Regions from separate parts of the Sus scrofa genome. Here region 2 is linked to region 1. Evidence: chromatin contacts called from public Hi-C data. All regions are on one chromosome and are shown on one strand. The core of a region is the stretch at or near the end of the contact, and the rest is flanking DNA. Distances in the headings are between cores, read along the strand shown. Region 1 holds the start of FOXJ2 (forkhead box protein J2). Region 2 holds the start of NECAP1 (adaptin ear-binding coat-associated protein 1).

Region 1 (4,671 bases), core at 1,179-3,678:
CTTCCAGGAACAAATGGAAGGGACTCGGGCAGTCCAGAAATGCCCAGAAAGAGAAAGGAGGGAACATGAAAACCCAAATAAGATGAAACCTCACACTTGGACTCACTAATACCCCTTGCAGGAGAAAAGGTACTTCCTAGTGGCAAGGCAAGAAAGTGGGCACCTGGCTAGGGACTGCAGGTCGAAAGGCAGAGCGTTACTAAACCTATAACTCAGGCTCAGCTAGACAGATTTCCTGGCACCTTTTTCTTGCCTTTTCTGAAGATTCTGGGCTGAGGTGCTTCCCACTATTATTTTCTGGACGAAAACTTAGATGCAAGTTTCCAGAGCCCCAGGACTGAACAAAAAACAGGAAGGGAGAGGACAAGACTATTAGGTGCTTTTCTGAAAGGAAACTCCTCAAGGATCAAATCTCCCTGGTTGGTCAACTTATTTCGATGGAAGGCTGGAAGGAGGCAGAACAGCAACCCTCCTCTCCTCGTCTCCTGTCTCCTGGATCTGCTTTTTCCTGAGGAACTGTCAGCAAAGGACAGGAGCAGCCTAGTGCCCTGGGGCAGTGGTACCCAGCCAGCATGAGGGAGGAACTTCAACCCAGGAGCTGGGGTTCCCCGGTACCCTTTCTTCCTGCCTTGGGAGATGGGATCCCCATTTTGCTTGTGGATTTTATTGGTAGAGGCATGCTTCCAGCCAGGAATAGGAATGTCATGAAAGAGGCCTCTTGGTGTCGGGCCGGGTGAGTGGAGACCAACTACTTTTCTTGTCAAGGGGGTGGTAATCACAGTGGGCTGGAGATTCCACAGCTTTGGTGGACATAAAGGGATCTAGGGTTACAGATGAGAAAATGTGATACCAATGGAAGCTCCAGACAAGGCCAGGCCATGAAATGCCAGCATGACTTTAGTGAGGGCCCACCCTCCTTGTGAAGAGGCCCAAGGATGGAGGGTGGCACGAGAGACTGGCTGGGATGTGTCTGTCCATCATACCTACACTGTATATATGGGAGTGCTGAAGATGCTGGTGTTTCCTGACATCCCTTTGCCCTCGGCATGAAAACACACACTTCCCTGGGGACCTCAGATGACTCCCATCCTTGTAGCCCCCAAACACTAAAGAAACCCATTGCTCGGAGCTCCTGCAGCAAGATGAGGGTTTCGATCCAGTTAGCTTCAGAACACATTTCCCAGAAGATTCTCTACCTTGCCCAGTAATGAAACCCAAGAGCCACCATCTCAGCCCCCGACGCCCACTGGTGCCTAAGGATGAGGGAGAGAAGAGGAAAGAAAGCACTAACCTGTCTCCAAGTTTCCCTCAGCAGAAGGAGGGGACCACCTGGTACTGGAGTTTGGGGTTGGAGGGACGCCCCTCTTCAAAGGCAGATGAAGATTCTCATCCTCAGTGGCTCTTCCTGTCCTTGGCTGAGCCTCCCAAGCTGGGGAGGGGAACTGGGTCCCCCGAGGATGAGGCACGGAGGGAGGGGCAGGGGGAGGAGAAGGAGGTCCTACCTGTGGAAGGTGGCACACCCCCCACACTGGGCCGGTTACCCTGGGGAGGAGGGGAGGAGCCTCTCCCAACCAGGAGTTGTCTCCTCCCCCTTGGGGGAGTCCCCCTCCCCCCCAAACTGATCCTGTCGGGAGCGGAGGGCTCTTTCTGTCCGCAGGAGATCTGAGCGGAGGGGCTCGGCCCTGTTCCACTGTCTAGGTACAAGGAAGTTGGGGGAGTTCTTCCCTCTCCTGAAAGGCGGAAAGCCGGCTCCCCTTCTTTCCCTGGAGTGTCCTCTGCTTCCGAGCAAAAGGAATCCTCTCCCCAGTGAGGACTGGATAGGATGGAGGGCGCCTACTCCACAGGCATATCCCCCTTTCTCTCTGCCTCCAAAGTCCACTACTGCGGAGAGTGAGTCGGGAGGAGTGGAGGCACGCCGGGGCGGTCCCACTCCGCTTCCTTGGGTAAGGATCACCCCTTTTTCCACTTCGGGAGCTCTATTCCCGGGCCAGTCCGGGGATCTTCCTCGCTCCTAGAGGGGTCTCTCTTCTTTCCTTCGCCCTAGTGGGAAGGGTCTTCTCTCCGGCCGGGGGAGAGGTGGCTTGCGTCCCCGCTCCCGCCTCTTCTCCTGGGGTGCCCCGGAGGGTGGGGTTTTCGTACTCCCCGCTCTCCCGGAGCTGGCCTGGGCAGCAGAGGCCGGGAGGCCGCGGCTCCCGACGCCCGTCACTGGCTACTGCGGCGGCCGCGCCTCCTCCAGTCGCGTCCAGTCCGCTCCGCTCGCTCCGGCGCGCGGGGCTCTCCGCGCCGCCACCGCTCTGGCTCCGGCCAGTCCGGGGCTCCCGGGGAGCCAGGAGGCGGACGGACGGTGTCAGGACTCGGCTGGGGCTTGGGCTCGGCTCGGCTCCGCTGCAGGCCCCGGCTCCTCCCCGGCCTCCGCGCCGCGCTCGGCGCCCCTCCCCCGCCCCCGCCCGCCGGGCCGCAGCCGCCGCCGCCTCCCCGCGCGGGTTAAGGAGGAGCGGGCGGCGCCGAGCCGCGGGCCGCGCCGCCGGGGGTGCGCTGCGCCCGGGGAGCCGCGCCGCCGCACCCGCGCTCCCGCGGCACCCGGCGCGTGCCGCCTTCGCCCCCTCCGGCCGCCACCCCGCCACTTGGCCGGATACAGCCTGCGCATCCACCCTGGATGACAACCCACTGCTGTCTGTCGGGAGATTCCCCGGTTCGCGCCACAAGAACTGTCAATTTCATTTCAACACTAATTCTGTCACACTGACCTTTTCTCATTGTCTGCTATATACGGATGAAGATCTCCGGTTTTCTCGGGAATGTCTTTGACGGGCTTCTCTTCCCCCTGGGATAACTTACACGGGGTTATGGGGTTGGAGCGAAGTTAATATGTTACCCTGGTGTCACCCTGGAGTTCAATAAATGTTTGTTGAATGAATTTAGAAAAGGATAAATGGGCGTGCAACAGAGAAAATTCCAGACTAAACATCACAAAATCTTGCTTTATAAACTTGAGCAAAGCCCTTGTTCTATGGAATCTTGGTCAGCAAGAGGGGATCCTGATACTCTCTGGGCCCACGCCGGCAAGACTGTTGTGAGAATCAAATGAGTTCATTTATGTGAAAATGCTTTTTTATTATTATTTGTGTGTGTGTGTGTCTTTTTGCCTTTTCTAGGGCCGCTCCCACGGCATATGGAGGTTCCCAGGCTAGGAGTCTAATCCGACCTGTAGCCACCGGCCTACGCCAGAGCCACAGCAACACCGGATCCGAGCCTCGTTTGAGACCTACACCACAGCTCACGGCAACGCTGGATCCTTAACCCATTGAGCAAGGCCAGGGATGGAACCCGCAACCTCATGGTTCCTAGTCGGATTGGTTAACCACTGAGCCACGACGGGAACTCCTGAAAATGCTTTTTTAAACTGTACGGTGTACAAAGGATACAAAATATTGTTCACTTCACAATCATATAGCATATCTTATCCTGGTCACATAGTGTAGAATATTCTCGTTCTTCGCCCTTTGCATAATAATCCCCCCCTCCCCCGCGCGCGCTAGAGACAGAAGGTAAGCCAGGCAGACCACCTCCATTTTTCCTCCTGGAATCATGTTATTCCTCTGCGAATTCTTATATGTTTCATCCTCCGGCCTATTAAACTTGTCTCAAACTACTCTACTTTCTATCACATCAAATAATAAGAAAGCAAAAATATCACCCATAAAATATTTTTCAATTGCTCAAAAAAAAAAAGACTGCATACTTAAGATTAGGGCTTGATCACTACATTTCACATTTAAGTCTTTTTTTGTCTTCTGGCTAAATACAAAATACTATATTTTATGTGTGTATATATATATATATATATATATATGTTACATTATATTTACAATATGCCAGGAATTGAGCTCTGCGTGCATTATCCCATTTAATTCTTCTAGCCATAGGCACTATTATTAAACCTATTTTACAGACGTGAAAACTGACCTAGAGGCATCAACTATCTCTCAGTCAGTTCAAGTGATTAGTAAGAAGTAAAGTTGAGACTTAAATTAACAAATCTAAAATTCAGGAGTTCCCCATTGTGGCGCAGCGGAAATGAATCTGACTAGGAACCATGAGGTTTCGGGTTCGATCCCTGGCTTTGTTCAGTGCGTGTGGGTTAAGGATCTGGTGATGCTGTGAGCTGTGCTGTAGGTTGCAGTCGAAGCTAGGATCTGACATTGCTGTGGCTGTGGTGTGGGCTGGCAGCTGTAGCTCTGATTGGACCCCTAGCCTGGGAACCTCCGTATGCCATGGGTGCAACCCTAAAAAGCAAAAAAACAAAAAAAACCCCCTCAAATCCAAATGACTCCTTTTTTTTTTTTTTTTTTTTTTTTTTTTTTTTGCAGTGCCTACAGCATGGGGAAGTTCCTAGACCAGGAAACGAACCTGAGTCACAATAGTGACGACAGTGGATCCTTAACCACTAGGCCACCAGGGAACTCCCCAAGTGATTCTTAACTTGTTTCATTTTCCTAAACTTTCAGAATTAAAAGTCTTTCCTTTAATTTTAATTAAGAGCAGTTTATTCCAATTGAGGCTTTTCTTTCTTTCCACCTTTCCAGTTCCCAGGATTAAAACTCTATTTTTCCCTCTTCACTGAAGCATTAACTCATTCTCCTGTACACAGATAATTTGGCATCACATGTT
Region 2 (4,671 bases), core at 1,221-3,720, 60 kb before region 1:
CCTATGAAGTCCAGTTTTTCCATTAATGGCAGCCTAGAGAATAAATCATGCTCATAATGTAAAATGGGTTCTGGTAAACAAGAAAGATTATACACAGACAAAAAGAACAGTACTACTTGTCAAACATCTATTTTGTTCCAGACATTATGCCCATTCTCGTGAAAATTAAGTGACAGGATCTCGCAAAGTAACATTATACCCGTTTTTATAGATGAGGAAACTAAAGCTCAAAAGAGTTAAGTGATGCGCCAGGGGTAACCCAGCAAGTAAATGCACATTAGGATTCAAACTTATTTCTGCCCTCTTCACAAAGAGTGGCTGATGTAAAAAGCCTCTTGTACGATAAGATGACAATAATAAGCATGGAAAACACAGAATGACAATGAGAAAAAGGATAAAAGAGGAAAATTAAGAAATTGCTCGGTGCAGTTAACAGACATAGGGATAAAGGTTAAACCAGAAGTGAAGGTAGAAAATACAGTCAGGTAAGAGAAGAAAGGTCTTTTAAAAACCTTGGGAGTTCCCCTGTGGCACAGCAGGTTAAGGACCCAGCATTGTCACTGCAGCAGCTTGGGTCGATGTATCACATCATTTAGGAAGGCTTAATGCCTGAAGTTGGAGGTCATGAGCTATTTTACCTTATTTAACAGTTCAACCAATGTTAATGTATATGATTAGCTGTAATCTACTAATTTCTTTTGATCAACATCTGCAGGGCCCCCACTATGTACCAGAAACTGTGCTAGACTCTAGGAATATAAAGTTTAAAAAGACCTCACGTTTTTCCTAGTCTAGTCTGGAAAAATGGAAAACCAATCAGTGAGAATGCAGAAGGAAGAGCTCTGTGACAGAGTCAAGCACAGGCGCTACGGAAGTACACACAGAACACACCTAAGCCAGAATGGAAGGGTCAAGGAGGGCTCACCAAAGAAGGAGAGGTCTCAGCTGACTCACCCATATTAGTACCTGGGACTACCATCAAAGAGCATGTAGATTCCTACTCAGGTCAATTTGGGGTCTCATTGAAAGTTTGAAATCAGAACTACCTCTTTGTCAAACGATACAACCCACCAGGTCTAGTGCACAGATCAGCAAGCACAAAGCTGATCAGCAAGCACAAAGCTTCTCACCATGAATGAACCTCTGATAAGGAGGCAAAATAACGGACATAGGGAGAGGATAACTTTTGGGCCAAGGTAATAATAAATGCCAAGAGGAACATCATGATGGCAATATGAGTCAGAAATCAAAACAGTATCTTATATACTGCCTTATTGTTTCCTAAATTCTTTTTAGGAAATTCATTTTCAATTCTTTTTCACATTTACTATACGACTTCATTTAACCCTCCAAAAACTTCTGCAAGGTATGTACCTAAAGCAGGTTTATTTATCAACTTTTTTTTTTTTTTTCTATTTTACAGATGAGAAAACCGAGGTTTGGAGAGGTTAAGAGATTTGTCTCAAATCACAGAGCTGTTAAGTTGCCAGGGCTCATACTCACATTTTTTTAACATGTAACCCAATAAATGACATGTTAACTCTTTGGACTACATGACTTGGTGACTTCCTACAGCCTCCTGAGCCCTCCGTCATTGGATTATAAGGGTTGGTTAGTTAGCCCTACAGAGAAAATGCTGCGTTAACTCTGGAGGCAAAAGCTTTAACAGAAATTAAGAGGGAAGGAACACAGAAAACACTATAGCAAATATACTTAAAAAGAAACAGACTGGACGACATTGGAAAACTTATGATCATAACCGTTGTCTACCGACAAAAAGAGCTGAAGGGAAAAACCATACGGTGGATGATGATATTTGGTAATAAGACTGAACAGCACAAAAGATAAATTAGCTCATCCAGAAAGCGGCCAACAACACAAAGAGTACCCACAAATGCGCACGAGGTACTGGAAATGGGGTAGAGAAGGGGAGACGAGGGTGACAAGCTGAAGGACGCAGGGAAAAGCGAAGGAAAGGTGATTGTAGATAGAGCAGGTAGGTTATCCATACCCACTGGATGTGGATAACCGGGAACAGATGGGTAGTCCAGAGGGTTCGAAGAGGAGGAGGGGTGAGAGAATGCAGGATGGTAATTTTTTTTAAGCAGCGGAAACAAGGATGATGGAAGTTCTGAGTTGGGGAAGAGCAAGAAGACAGGACGGTAACATCCCAGGTGAGGAGGCTAGCAAGGTGATAACCCAGAGGAGGAAGTGGGAGGGACAGGCAGCGTGCCACCTGAAGAGCAAACTACCATCCCGACCGGGTACGCCTGTGCTGCAGCGCCTCGGGTTAGTACCTGTAACCGCGGTTGGAGGCCCGGGGCGGAATCCGGTAGACGCTGACGTCGGGCTTCACACACAGGACCGACTCATACTCCAACTCGGCCGCCATCTTGGCTCTGCGCTCCGCGCCGCTGGGGGCGGGGCGTCAGCACGGGGGCGGTACGTAGAGGCGGGGAATGGCCTTACGCAACAACTTCCGCTTTTGCTACTTCCGCTCGCGTTTCGACAGGTCTCTGAGATTAACCTCCGGTGGGCGGTTTGGGGAAGCCATGTTGAAACCTGGAAACAGTGAGGTTGCGCGACGCACCATCTTGGGTAATGGCAAGGATGCCTTCCTTGTGCGTGATTCACGTTAGGGAAATCTCCATCCCCGAGAAGCGATGAGGGAAAGCGCCATCTTGCTCCCAGTGGTTGACATCGGTTCTGTCAGAGGACGACCATCTTAAAAGTCTGGCGATTTTTTTTCTTTCCAGAGTCACTTCTCAACCGTGGTTTCTAAGCAGAAAAGGGCTCTCCTCCAGTGGATTTTAATCTTCCAAATCCAAAGTTCAAAAATGCACAGCCGGATCCGTTGCCTTATAATAGCACTTTTTTATCTGGGAGTTTCCAGACAGGTACCTGTTGAAATAGTCGGCCACACTTTCAGTGTGTATTATGGTTATCTTTTTGTAAATGTTGCACATGTTAAACTGTAAATGGGATCAGCTCGATTCCTGACCATTTCGGAAAACATCATGAACTATTTAATAGCCGCTGTTTGCTCCCAGTTCTATTATCATGATAAATCCTACTAACAGTTTCTATAAACATGTGCCTTGTACATTCTAAATATAAACTTGCCACAACACTGTCACTTAAATGATTTAATTAGCACAGATAGCAAAAGGAAAGCTGAGATGCGAACTTAAGTCTATCTTAACTACAACAGCTGTGGTCTGCATTGCATTATGTTGACTGAATGAAAAACCTATCCCTAATTTGTCTACCCTATGTAGCAAAGTAATATTTTAAAATTTTAAAAAAATAATAAGGAGTTTCCTGTCATGGCTCAATGGTTAACGACTCCAACTAGGAACCATGAGGTTGTGGGTTCGATCCCTGTCCTTGCTCAGTGGGTTAAGGATCCTGCGTTGCCATGAGCTATGGTGTAGGTCAGGTATGGTGTAGGTCACAGGCGCGGCTGGGATCCTGCTTTGTTGTGGCTCTGGCGTAGGCCAGTGGCTGCAGCTCCAATTACACCCCGAGCCTGGGAACCTCCATGTACTACGAGAGCGGCTCTAGAAAAGGCAAAAAGACAAAAATAAAAATAATAAATAAAAATACATTAAAATAAAGAGAATAATATCTAGCGTTTGTAAGGGTATGAGGAATCGGATACTCGCCTACACTGTTGGCAGGAATGTAAATTGGTACATTTCTAAAGGAAAATGTAGCAGAATTAAAATATTGTACATAACCTTGAGTTTAGCAGATCCACTACTAACTATTTTATGGAAATTTGCATGTGTGCAAAAAAAGGTACAATAATGATTATTACAGCATTGTTCATTAATAGTGAAACATGGAAACAGCATGAATGTCTAGGAACAGAAAATGGTTAATGGCATATCTGTAAGCTTTGAGATATATATAGTAAATAAGTAAAAAATAGATAAATATTAAGGCTATTTTTAAAAATCCAAGATTTTTTTTAAAAAAGAAAACGTCCACTTAAAATTTCAGTAATCCTTAACTAGTTAAGATTTCCTGAATTGTTCATGTTCTATGAATTTTTTATATATTGGCATGCTTTAAACGTTATACCTTAAAAGTTCTCTGCCAGCCTGTCAATTTAGCAAACTAATATGGCCATATATCAGTTCAAACAATACCTCCTCTTGTTACTTTGCCAGGTCATTTATACGAACTTTCTCTAGTACTTCCACTTGCTTCCGTTACACCTCTCTGTTATACCTAATGTGCTATTATTCTTCACATATCTCCTACCAAACCATAAGTTCCATAAAGGCAAGAACTTTGCTTTTTCAGCGCCCAGCACAATACCCTTCACATAGTAGGTGATAATAATTGTCGAATAATGTGAGATTTCTATTCAGTCTAATCATTTAACATATTAACTTGGCCATTTCCCCAAATCTTCCAATTTCAGGACCCTACATATAGTTTGAAAAAAAAATTCAAAAAGTATAAAAGAGTATAAAATGAAAATTGAAAGTCTTCATCTTTATATGGTCAACAACTTTATGCCAATAAATTTAATAAATGAAACGGTCACTGATGTACACAATTTACCAAAAATAATTCAAGAAGGGATAAAAATTGAACAGCCATGTACCTATTAAAGAAAATTGAAGTTATGGAGGTGCAACAGAAACAAATCAGTCTAGG

What was found. Hi-C and Micro-C count contacts between places; a contact is called where the count stands out from the background.
Region 2: a contact with region 1 is called in a Hi-C map of liver, with 2.9 times the contacts expected there. The contact joins the promoter of NECAP1 here to the promoter of FOXJ2 in region 1. A contact is called at or near these places in 1 of 5 promoter capture datasets (liver), 16 of 47 Hi-C or Micro-C datasets (alveolar macrophages, blood, embryonic fibroblasts and 6 more) and 2 of 2 datasets of contacts at active chromatin or transcription factors (alveolar macrophages and skeletal muscle).

Annotation. Positions count from the first base shown.
Region 1 is chr5:63,059,735-63,064,405 of Sscrofa11.1, reverse strand. FOXJ2 (forkhead box protein J2) reads right to left here and starts at 2,428. Exons shown (of 11, transcript XM_021092393.1): 1 at 1,292-2,428.
Region 2 is chr5:63,120,079-63,124,749 of Sscrofa11.1, reverse strand. It overlaps NECAP1 (adaptin ear-binding coat-associated protein 1), which reads right to left and starts at 2,470. Exons shown (of 8, transcript XM_021092395.1): 1 at 2,298-2,470. The coding sequence starts at 2,392. It overlaps LOC110260746 (a long non-coding RNA gene), which reads right to left and starts at 2,291. Exons shown (of 2, transcript XR_002344116.1): 1 at 1-2,291.